Regions from separate parts of the Mus musculus genome. Here region 1 is linked to region 2. Evidence: chromatin contacts called from public Hi-C data. All regions are on one chromosome and are shown on one strand. Each heading gives the region's core, a stretch centred on a gene start, on an enhancer-like site or on the middle of the called end of the contact. The rest is flanking DNA. Distances are from core to core; before and after follow the strand shown. Region 1 overlaps Ephx2 (epoxide hydrolase 2, cytoplasmic). Region 2 has its middle 12 kb from the start of Gm41181.

Region 1 (4,455 bases), core at 1,057-3,556, 190 kb before region 2:
GTGGGGGTCAGGTAAAGATCTGCCCTGACCCACCTTCCCTCCCTTTCCATACACTGCTAAGGTCTCCCTGTCATTTCTCATTCCTGTCCTGAGTAATAAAAGGGTCCTCCAAAAATGGACCATGGGAATCATACAGTCTCTCCCAGACGGTCTCTACTGTGCACTGCTCTGACCCCAAACATGCCCTATTAGCTTTCTGCTGCTGATCTTCCTGCGTGGGGTTTTCTTTCAGATCCCTTTCCTGAAAAGGGGACACATTGAAGACTGTGGTCACTGGACACAGATAGAGAAGTAAGGAGACTGGGGTCCCGATGAGGAGGGTATAATTCCCTGGTCACCTGACCTGTGAGCACTACAGGCTTACTTCTGCCCCGCTCAGGTCTGCCAGGACTTTTCGGTCATCCTGCCTTGGTGAGGACAGTGGGTCAGACAGTGTGACGAGCCCCTTCTTTTCCTTCCAGACCAACTGAGGTGAACCAGATTCTCATCAAGTGGCTGCAGACTGAAGTCCAGAACCCATCAGTGACCTCCAAGATTTAGCCACTGGGGACACATTTTAGTTTCTGGAACACAGCCTGATCTACAAGTACCAGCATCGTTCTTTTGCCAGCCAGTGATTTTCTTTTAAATGAAAATGATGGGATGAGATGTAATTTTAGATCGGGAAGAGAGTGTGTGTCTAATTCTTTTGAGTATGCCTGTGCCATCAGAGAAGAGATCCCACCCCAGTAGGAAGGTATGGGGCAGTCCAGTTTATAACTTTGCAACCAAACCCAAGCCTGCTCTTTTTGAAGCAGCTGATTGGAGAGTAAAGATTTTCATTCAATAAAGCTAAACCTCAGGGCTCCAGTTTCTTGTGTTCTTGAGAAGCCAGGCAACTGCTTGGAGAGGTCACTGCTTCCTGAAGGACAGAAGCCTCACATGGGCCTCCAGGGAACCTAGACCAGCTCTGCCCGGGAAGCCTTCCTGAAGGATGCTGTGGGTGGTCAGTCCATAATGTTTCTGATGCACTCAGCTACTGATGCAGACTCGACTTGACCTTGCTATGGAGTCAGAGGACGTGAATTTCATCTGTCACTCTACCAGTCTCAAGCTGATTTAGCTTTGTTCCTCCTCTATCCCCCTTTACACACACACCCTTTCCTTTGTCACATCTAGGGAGACCTCAGGTCTCATTGATCTTGTCTTCTACACTTGTCTGCCTTCTTTCCTGCTTTGGAAACCAGAATCTCATAGAAGCAGCCTCCTAACTGCCTACACCACCCGTTGGATCCTCAAAGACTCACACAGACTAAAACCATGCTCTGAGACCCACCCAGCCTGGCTCACCACCCTTTGACTCCTAATAATAGCTGCTCTCCAGTTTTTCTATCCTCAAATCTTGCACTCACACCAGATGGGCTCTCCTGACCCTCCACCCAAATTGTCTATGCTCTCTTACAGAGTCTCCCAGCAGCCACCTCAACCAAGCCCCAGTCTGAATGGTATGTCCTCTCTCCTTGCTGCCCAAGCTGGGTACATGCACATACATTCACGTGCATATATACCCTCATTTCAGATGGAGTTCCTCATTTTTATAACCTGTCCAAAGGAACTTGACCCAGCAGGGACCTCAGCCTTTGGTTCCAATGACTGAGCTCTTTGTATTGAGAATCTGCCTCCTAAACCTGGAGACCAGCCAGTGTCTGATGTGTTCCTTCCCTGCTATGAGTTCAGGAAGTGTCCTGTACCTAAGTTCCCACTGCTTTAAAGAGAACATAAATGATACCTAATAATACCTAATAGTCAGGTGGTGGTGGTGGTGATCAGTGTGTGGTATATATCTCTACATAGCTCTCTCTCTCTCTCTCTCTCTCTCTCTCTCTCTCTCTCTCTCTCTCTCTCTGTGTGTGTGTGTGTGTGTGTGTGTGTGGTATAGTGTTTAATGTATATGTATATGTATATGTATATGTATATATCTAGACTAGGAGATCCATGGAGGGACATCTATAGTCAGGTACCTGTGAGGACCCTTGTTTATACTAAGACAAGACCTTGGAGGGCTTTAGATTCAGTGACACCAGGATCACCTTCATCCTTCTGGACCATAAGATTGAAGGGCTTATTTGCCAGACAAACATGAGACCTGGCAGAATATGTATATGGACAGAAAACAGCATTTTCCTAGCTAGATCTATGCAAGCTCATCTGTAAGGAAAACTATGAGAAGGTTCCCCCAAACCAGCAGGGTGCCTCGGGTACGACAGAGCCCAGTGAGTCAGGCCCATAGCATTGCAAAAACAAAACAAACACACAAGCAGGCTTGCAAGGTTGAAGGTCATAAGTGATGTTGGATGGGCAAAGGTCATAAGTGATGTTGGATGGGCAAAGGTCATAAGTGATGTCGGATGGGCAAAGGACTCTAGGTTATGTAAGAAAATTTCATCTTGTCCAGATGATCAGCTCTGGGGAACATTGAGCTACTGATAAACTGCTGTGGCTTTGGCTTAACTGGGCAAAGAGCAGTTAAATATGGCTCAGGTGCAGTATTTAAGTAGATTTGCTTGGAATCTTTCCAAAGTTTTTTTTTAACTATAAAACAATAGTCTCTCTTTTTAGTCATAGAGGAAATAATTTTTTATTAAAATTTACTTTTATACAATATATTTATATTACAGTTTTCCTTCCCTCAACACCTCCCATCCTCCCCATTTCCCCACCCACCCAAATCCATACCAATTCATTCATTCTTACATTAGAATAAAAATGGTCATCTAAAATGAAGAGAAGAAAAAGAAATAAAAACAATAATCCTTTTTTTAAAAAAAAAAATGATTTATTTAGTTTATGTATGAGTGCTCTGTCTGCATGTACACCCGGACGCCAGAAGAGGGCATCCAATCCCATTATGGATGGTCCTGATCCACCATGTGGTTGTGCTGAGAATTGAACTCAGACCTTTGGAAGAGGTTAAGAGCCAGTGTTCTTCAACTGCTGAGCTGAGCCATCTCTCCAGCCCCTAAAGTGATAGTCTTATTTTGTTCCTACTGAGGGTGTAAATAGTCAGTTTAGTACCCTCCTCTTCTCTTGGAAGAGGCAAGGCAGCCCCATATCCGTACCTGGGGAAGGGAATGGTGCCACCTTTGTGAGCTGAGATGACTCATATCATTTTATTTCCAAGAGAAAGTACCCTCTTCAAGGCGGATCTATTAGACTGACAGAGAAAAAGCTATTGCTGTCTTTCTTAAAGCATGATGAACCCATGGTTTAAGGCCTTGAGAATTGATAAGCTAATTGGTATATTGCTCATACCAATATTATCAGCAGCATATTAATAAAAAAGAGAATACACACTGAAACCTATGTGTATGAAGACAGAGTTTCTAAGTGTCATAAGAACAGCTATATGTAGGGGTCTGTGGATGTAAGGTTATACTGGCCAAAGGTTATAATTACAACCAGATACGAGTTCCAGGACAGCCAGGGCTATACAGAGAAACCCTGTCTCGAAAAACCAAGAAGAAGAAGAAGAAGGAGGAGGAGAAGGAGGAGGAGGAGGAAGAGGAGGAGGAGGAGGAGGAGGAGGAGGAGGAGGAGGAGGAGGAGGAGGAGGAGGAGAAGGAGGAGGAGGAGGAAGAGGAGGAGGAGGAGGAGGAAGAGGAGGAAGAGGAGGAGGAAGAAGAAAGAAGAAGAAGAAGAAGAAGAAGAAGAAGAAGAAGAAGAAGAAGAAGAAGAAGAAGAAGAAGAAGAAGGAAGAAGAAGAAGAGGAGGAGGAGGAGGAGGAGGAAGAGGAGGAGGAAGAGGAAGAGGAAGAGGAAGAGGAAGAGGAAGAAGAAAGAAGAAGAAGAAGAAGAAGAAGAAGAAGAAGAAGAAGAAGAAGAAGAAGAAGAAGAAGAAGGAAGAAGAAGAAGAAGAAGAAGGAAGAAGAAGAAGAAGAAAGAAGAAGAAGAAGAAGAAGAAGAAGAAGAAGAAGAAGAAGAAGAAGAAGAAGAAGAAGAAGAAGAAGAAGAAGAAGAAGGTGGTTAAGACTTAAAAAACAAAAACAAAAACAAAACAACAACAACAATAAAAAAACCACATTCAATGGATCAATGACAAAAGACGTCTTTCGGAGAAACAAGATTGACAAGCTCTTAGTTGGAATAAGAGGTGGGTAAAACACTCAACCGACGACTCAGGGACCCAAAAGACGTTGAGTAACTGGTACTCCACAGAGATAAGAAAGCATGAGAGGCTGCAAGAACAATTATAGAACAATAAGCCAGAAGGGGGTGTGAATAAACTAGAGACAGCAGCAACCCAGAAAAAACCCTGAAGAAGCAGGAAACCTGAGGAGGCTAACAACAAGCAATGGTTTCAAATCAATAGTAAGAACCTGCCCAGTGAGAAAGGCCAGTACCAAGTAGCTTTGCTGCTGACACCTATCCTGACTTTTTTTGTTTGTTTGTTGTTGGGTTTTTGTTTGTTTGTTTGTTT
Region 2 (4,808 bases), core at 1,442-3,941:
TGACCTCAAGCTATATTACAGAACAATAGTGATAAACAAAACAAAACAAAACTGCACCGTATTGGTACAGAAACAGACATGTTGATCAATGGGATTGAATCAAAGACCCAGAAATAAACCCACACCCCTATGGTCATTTGATTTTTGATAAAGAATCCAAAACCATACAATGAAAAAAGCATCTTCAACAAACGGTGCTGGTCTAACTGAATGTCTACATGTAGAAGAATGAAAATAGATCAATATTTATCACCTTGCACAAAACTCAAGTCCAAGTGGATCAGAGACCTGGGAAAAGGGAAGTGTCCAAGAATCAATGGGGGTGTCCTTAACTGACACACAGCATTGGAGGTATAGAACCTGAATAGGCCACCTCCTGTAGCCAGGCAGGATCCCCAGTGGAGCAATAGGGACACCAACCCACCCACAAACTTACCATGCAAACTTTATTCTGCCTACAAGAAATACAGGACTGGGGGATAGAGTAGAGACTGAGGGAATGGCTAATCAATAACTGGCTCAACTAGAGGCTCATCCCATGGGCAAGCACCAATCCCTGCCACTATTAATAATACCCTGTTATGCTTGCAGACAGGAGTCTAGCATGGCCATCCTCTGAAAGGCTTCACACAGCAACTGACTCAGACAGATGCAGAAACCCACAGTCAAACAGTGGACAGAGCTTGGGGATTCTTATGGAGAGTTGAGGGAAGGATTCAGGGCCCCTGATGGGATAGGAATCCACAGGAAGACCAACGGAGTCAACTAACCTGGACTCTCAGGAGCTCTCAGAGACTGAACCACCAACCAAAGAGAATACACCAGCCGAACCTAGAACCCCCTGCACATATGGAATGTGGGTACCAAACAACTGGAGCAGGGGCTGTCCCTAAAGCAGTTGCCTGTCTGTGGAATCCACTCCCCTGACTTCGACTACCTTGTCTGGCCTCAGTGGGAGAAGAATCGAGTAGCTCTGCAGAGACTTGATGTGACAGGGTTGGGGGATACCCAGGGAAGGTCTCTACTCTCTCAGAGGAGAAGGGGAGGAGGATGGGGAGAGAGGCTATGGGAAGGGGACTGGGAGAAAGGACAGTGATGGGGATGTAAAGTGAATGAATTTTAAAAAAAAGTAAAGAAAACAATTTGCAGACAAATGCCATTAAGAACTTTGTAATAGGGCTGGTGAGATGGCTCAGTGGGTTAGAGCACCCGACTGCTCTTCCAGAGGTCTGGAGTTCAAATCCCAGCAACCACATGGTGGCTCACAACCATCTGTAACAAGATCCGATGCCCTCTTCTGGAGTGTCTGAAGACAGCTACAGTGTACTTACATATAATAAATAAATAAATCTTTTAAAAAAAAAAGAACTTTGTAATAGAATTTATTAAATAGTAAATTAACAGTTATTAAGTAGGGTGGATTCCAGGAATGTAATACTGCTTTGACATTTGAAAACCAGTTGCTATCATTCACCACTCTGGCAAAACAGAGGAGAAAAACTACATAGCCATTCCAATAGAAAATCATTTGACAAGGCTCAAAAAAAAAAAAAAAAAAAAAACCTTGGAATATAAAAAGCAAATTATAAATAGAGGGAAATCTTTCAACTTATGAAGAACATTAATTTATATTTTTAAGTCTATTGCTAATCATATACTCAGTAGTGAGAGGAATTTTTTCCTCTAAAACGAAGAATGACGTAATACTTTCATCTCCACTTCTGTTCAATGTTTACTTGGAAATCATTTCTGAAGACACCAGATTAGCAACTAAATCTTGGAAAAGCAGAGGCAAAATGTCTTTATTCATAGACCTCATAGACAAATATAGAAAAATCATAAGAGATTTACCAGAAAAAAAGTAGTAAATTAATTTACCAGTGTTACAATGTAGGACACATTCTTTGCTAGGCTATATATACTAAAAGCAGAAATTAGGAATATTAAGTAGCCAAGAAACAATTACATAAAACAGAGAGAATGAAATAATAGGGATATATATGACCTTTTTACAAATGTCTGAGAGAAATTTTAAACATCTGTTGTTGTTAGTGTTTGCGATCTATGTTGTTTTGGGTTGGTATTTTTTGTTTGGTTGGTTTTGCTTTTGCTTTTATGAGACAGGGTCTGTAGCCTGGGCTGGTCTCTAACTCACTTTGTAGCTGACCTTGAACTTCAGATCCTCGTGGGGGGTGTGCTGGGATTACAGGCACGTGCCACCAATTCTGGTGTATGGAGTGCCTCAGGGATCACAGAGTTCACGAATGCTAAGCAAGCTACATCCCAGCTCCTCATACACAAACACGAAAGAACCTTACAAGCAGAGGAAGCCAGTAGACACCTCCCTTCCAGGAGGGCTTCTGCCTCCTTCCAATCAATTCCCATGTCTGCATTCACTCCTTGGCATATGGCTTCACTTATCAGGACCTTCTAAAGTTCCATGAGCAACTCTCCAAGTCCTGCCCAGAGCTAAGTGGTTTCCTGAGCCTCCATAGATAGAACATGTTCTGGCTCAAAACTGGGAAAGTCCCAAGCAAGTTGGAGGGCTGGCTATCATCTGCGGAACCCCTTACTGCTTCTGCCTCCACCTCTAGATTGGGCAACAGGCATGTGATGTATGCTCAGTAATGTTTGCCCAAAGCCTAGAATAGACCTCAAAGGTCAACTTCCGGTGGCCAGGGCTGAGTAGGGGTCAGGAAGCCTACGGCAGTGACTGGTTGATCTCTTTGCAAACCAAGGCTCACCCAGGTTTGCCCCAGGGCTTGAGAAAGCAGATAAACTGCTGACCTCAGCCCTATTTAAATATTATAGGGTAGCCAGAGTATTCCAGAAACAGCCTCCCTCCACTTGCCCGCTCATTTCCCGCTCCAATGAAGTCATCTGGGGGCGGGGGTGGGGAGGTGGGGGGGGCGTAGTTTCCTTTCTCTCCACACCTCCCAAATAGGCTGCCCGGTCCCAGGCCGCCTGGGACCAGGACTGACCTTTCGGGGCGGTTTGCTCAAGTGCCCATAAGCTAACAAAAACAGCCCTCGCTTTGCCAGGGCTGGCAGCTTGGGATAGAAAACAACCAGCTGGAGAGAGAGAAAGGCTGGTGAGCGCCCTTGCTTCCTTGGGACCCTGGACCTCTGTCCTCCCAGCCCTGTCCCTCGGGCCCTCCTTTGTCAGAACTGTGCTCTCTGTGGGGATTAGGGACAGGAGGGGGAAGGTAGTGACTTTGAACAATGCCAGTGTGTTTGGCCAGGGAGCCTGCTTGACCTGATTAGGCTTCTGAGCCTGGGGTGGGGACTAAGGCAGCCTTCAGAAGCTGTTTTCCACCTGGGCAGGCAGAATGTTCCTCCTGCCTCTGCAGTGACTCTTTTTGGATGAAATAAGCCAGTTGACTCCTTTGCACGGTGGCATGATGGCCTTTCTGATCTCTGCCTATGCCGGCGCTGGGACCCTTAGGTCTACTTACTCTTGTTGCCCTTCCCACCAGGCAGCTCTCCAACAGTGTTTTTCTCACTGCAGCTCCCACTCTGGCCGTGCCAGGCCCAAGGCACCCGCACCCCTGAGGCCAGCTGGCATCCACTTGAAAGCCTTCCTGCTGGGAGCCTAAAGGTTGCCCCCGCCCATAGCCCTGGCCCTGGGACCTGAGCACAGGGCCACGGAAACTAGGCCAGGAAAGTCCAAGAGAAAAATCATCCCCCAGCCAGAGGAGGGCGCCTCCCATCCCCTTCCCTAGGTGCCACCACAAGCCCCAGCATGCACCATTTCTGTGCTGAGGACACCCTGGGGATTCAGAGAGCGCTGGAGCAGCACTTTTGAGTTTGTTGGTACAGATGGAGGGGAAGTCAGAGTGCAGAGATTTCCAAAGACTCCGCAGAAACGGTGAAAACGGAGAAGGTTAGGGTGAGGCCCGAGGAAGGGAGGGGTGGCTGGGTGGGCCCAGCAACCAGGTCTATCCTTTGTGTGTTGGCAAAAGGAGACCATCTAGAAGCTTCTTTGAGACAAAAACATAGTCTCTCAGCATGCGATGGCCGTGGTTACCAGCTGGCATTGCCAAGATTGTTTCCAGGTGAGGCCGGGGAAACTGAGTCAACCAAGATCACATTACTCCTTCAAACCTAGGCCTCCACTTTCGGACACTCTCCTTGTTCCTCTTGTGTGGGAAGCCACATGTGCCGTTGCAGAGTGGCACTGACTACTGCTGGCCACCACGCATAAGTTTGGACAAACAACCAATGTGTACATATGCAGTAAAGTTTTTTGCAAAGACACTGCCTGGTCCGGGCATGATAATGAGGCTTTGGGAATATAACCAATCAGATGTGAGACATGCAAATGAGGTATGATAATGAGGCTCTGTGAGGTACAAAGAGAGAGTAGCCAATCAGATAAGGAACATGCAAATGAGGCTTAGTGCATAACCAATCCAAGTGTGAGACAGGACTCTCCTAGGCCTATATAAGCAGCACCAATTCTGGGCTCGGGGTCTCTTCGCCTCTGCAATCAAGCTCTCCCAATAAACATGTGCAGAAGGATCCTGTTGCAGCGTGGTTAGCGTGCAAGAGTCTTGGGTTTGTTTGGTTGCTTGCTTGCTTTGCTGTTGTTTGGCTCTTGTTTTTCTTTATTTAAATGGTTATGACTGCTTTGTCTTGCATGTCTGTTATATGCAACACATGCATGCAGTGTCTGAAAAGGCCAGAAGGGGGCCTAGGATACTGTGAAACTGGGCGTTACAGACTATTGTTATCCTCTGTAAGAGCAGCCAGGGCTCTAACTGCTGGGCCATCTCTCCAGTCCTGATGGTTTTGAAACAGGATTTCTGT

The links. A called contact is a pair of places that touch in the nucleus more often than the background predicts.
Region 1: a Hi-C map of liver shows a contact between it and region 2, with 2.5 times the contacts expected there. The contact joins two enhancer-like sites. A contact is called at or near these places in 2 of 484 Hi-C or Micro-C datasets (female germline stem cells and liver), 1 of 115 datasets of contacts at active chromatin or transcription factors (pancreatic cancer cells) and 1 of 9 other capture datasets (pancreatic islet).

What each region holds. Positions count from the first base shown.
Region 1 is chr14:66,080,767-66,085,221 of GRCm38.p6, reverse strand. It overlaps Ephx2 (epoxide hydrolase 2, cytoplasmic), which reads left to right. Exons shown (of 19, transcript NM_007940.4): 18 at 233-291; 19 at 462-850. The coding sequence ends at 540. Among named protein-coding and RNA genes, the nearest start is that of Adam2, 5.2 kb to the right of the region's middle. Within about 2 kb of position 2,306, at least 7 of the 459 cell types and tissues checked have an H3K27ac peak or open chromatin away from gene starts, as enhancers often do. A contact at or near this core is called in liver, where this site is marked.
Region 2 is chr14:65,888,649-65,893,456 of GRCm38.p6, reverse strand. No RefSeq gene overlaps it. Among named protein-coding and RNA genes, the nearest start is that of Gm41181, 12 kb to the left of the region's middle. Within about 2 kb of position 2,691, at least 55 of the 459 cell types and tissues checked have an H3K27ac peak or open chromatin away from gene starts, as enhancers often do. A contact at or near this core is called in liver, where this site is marked.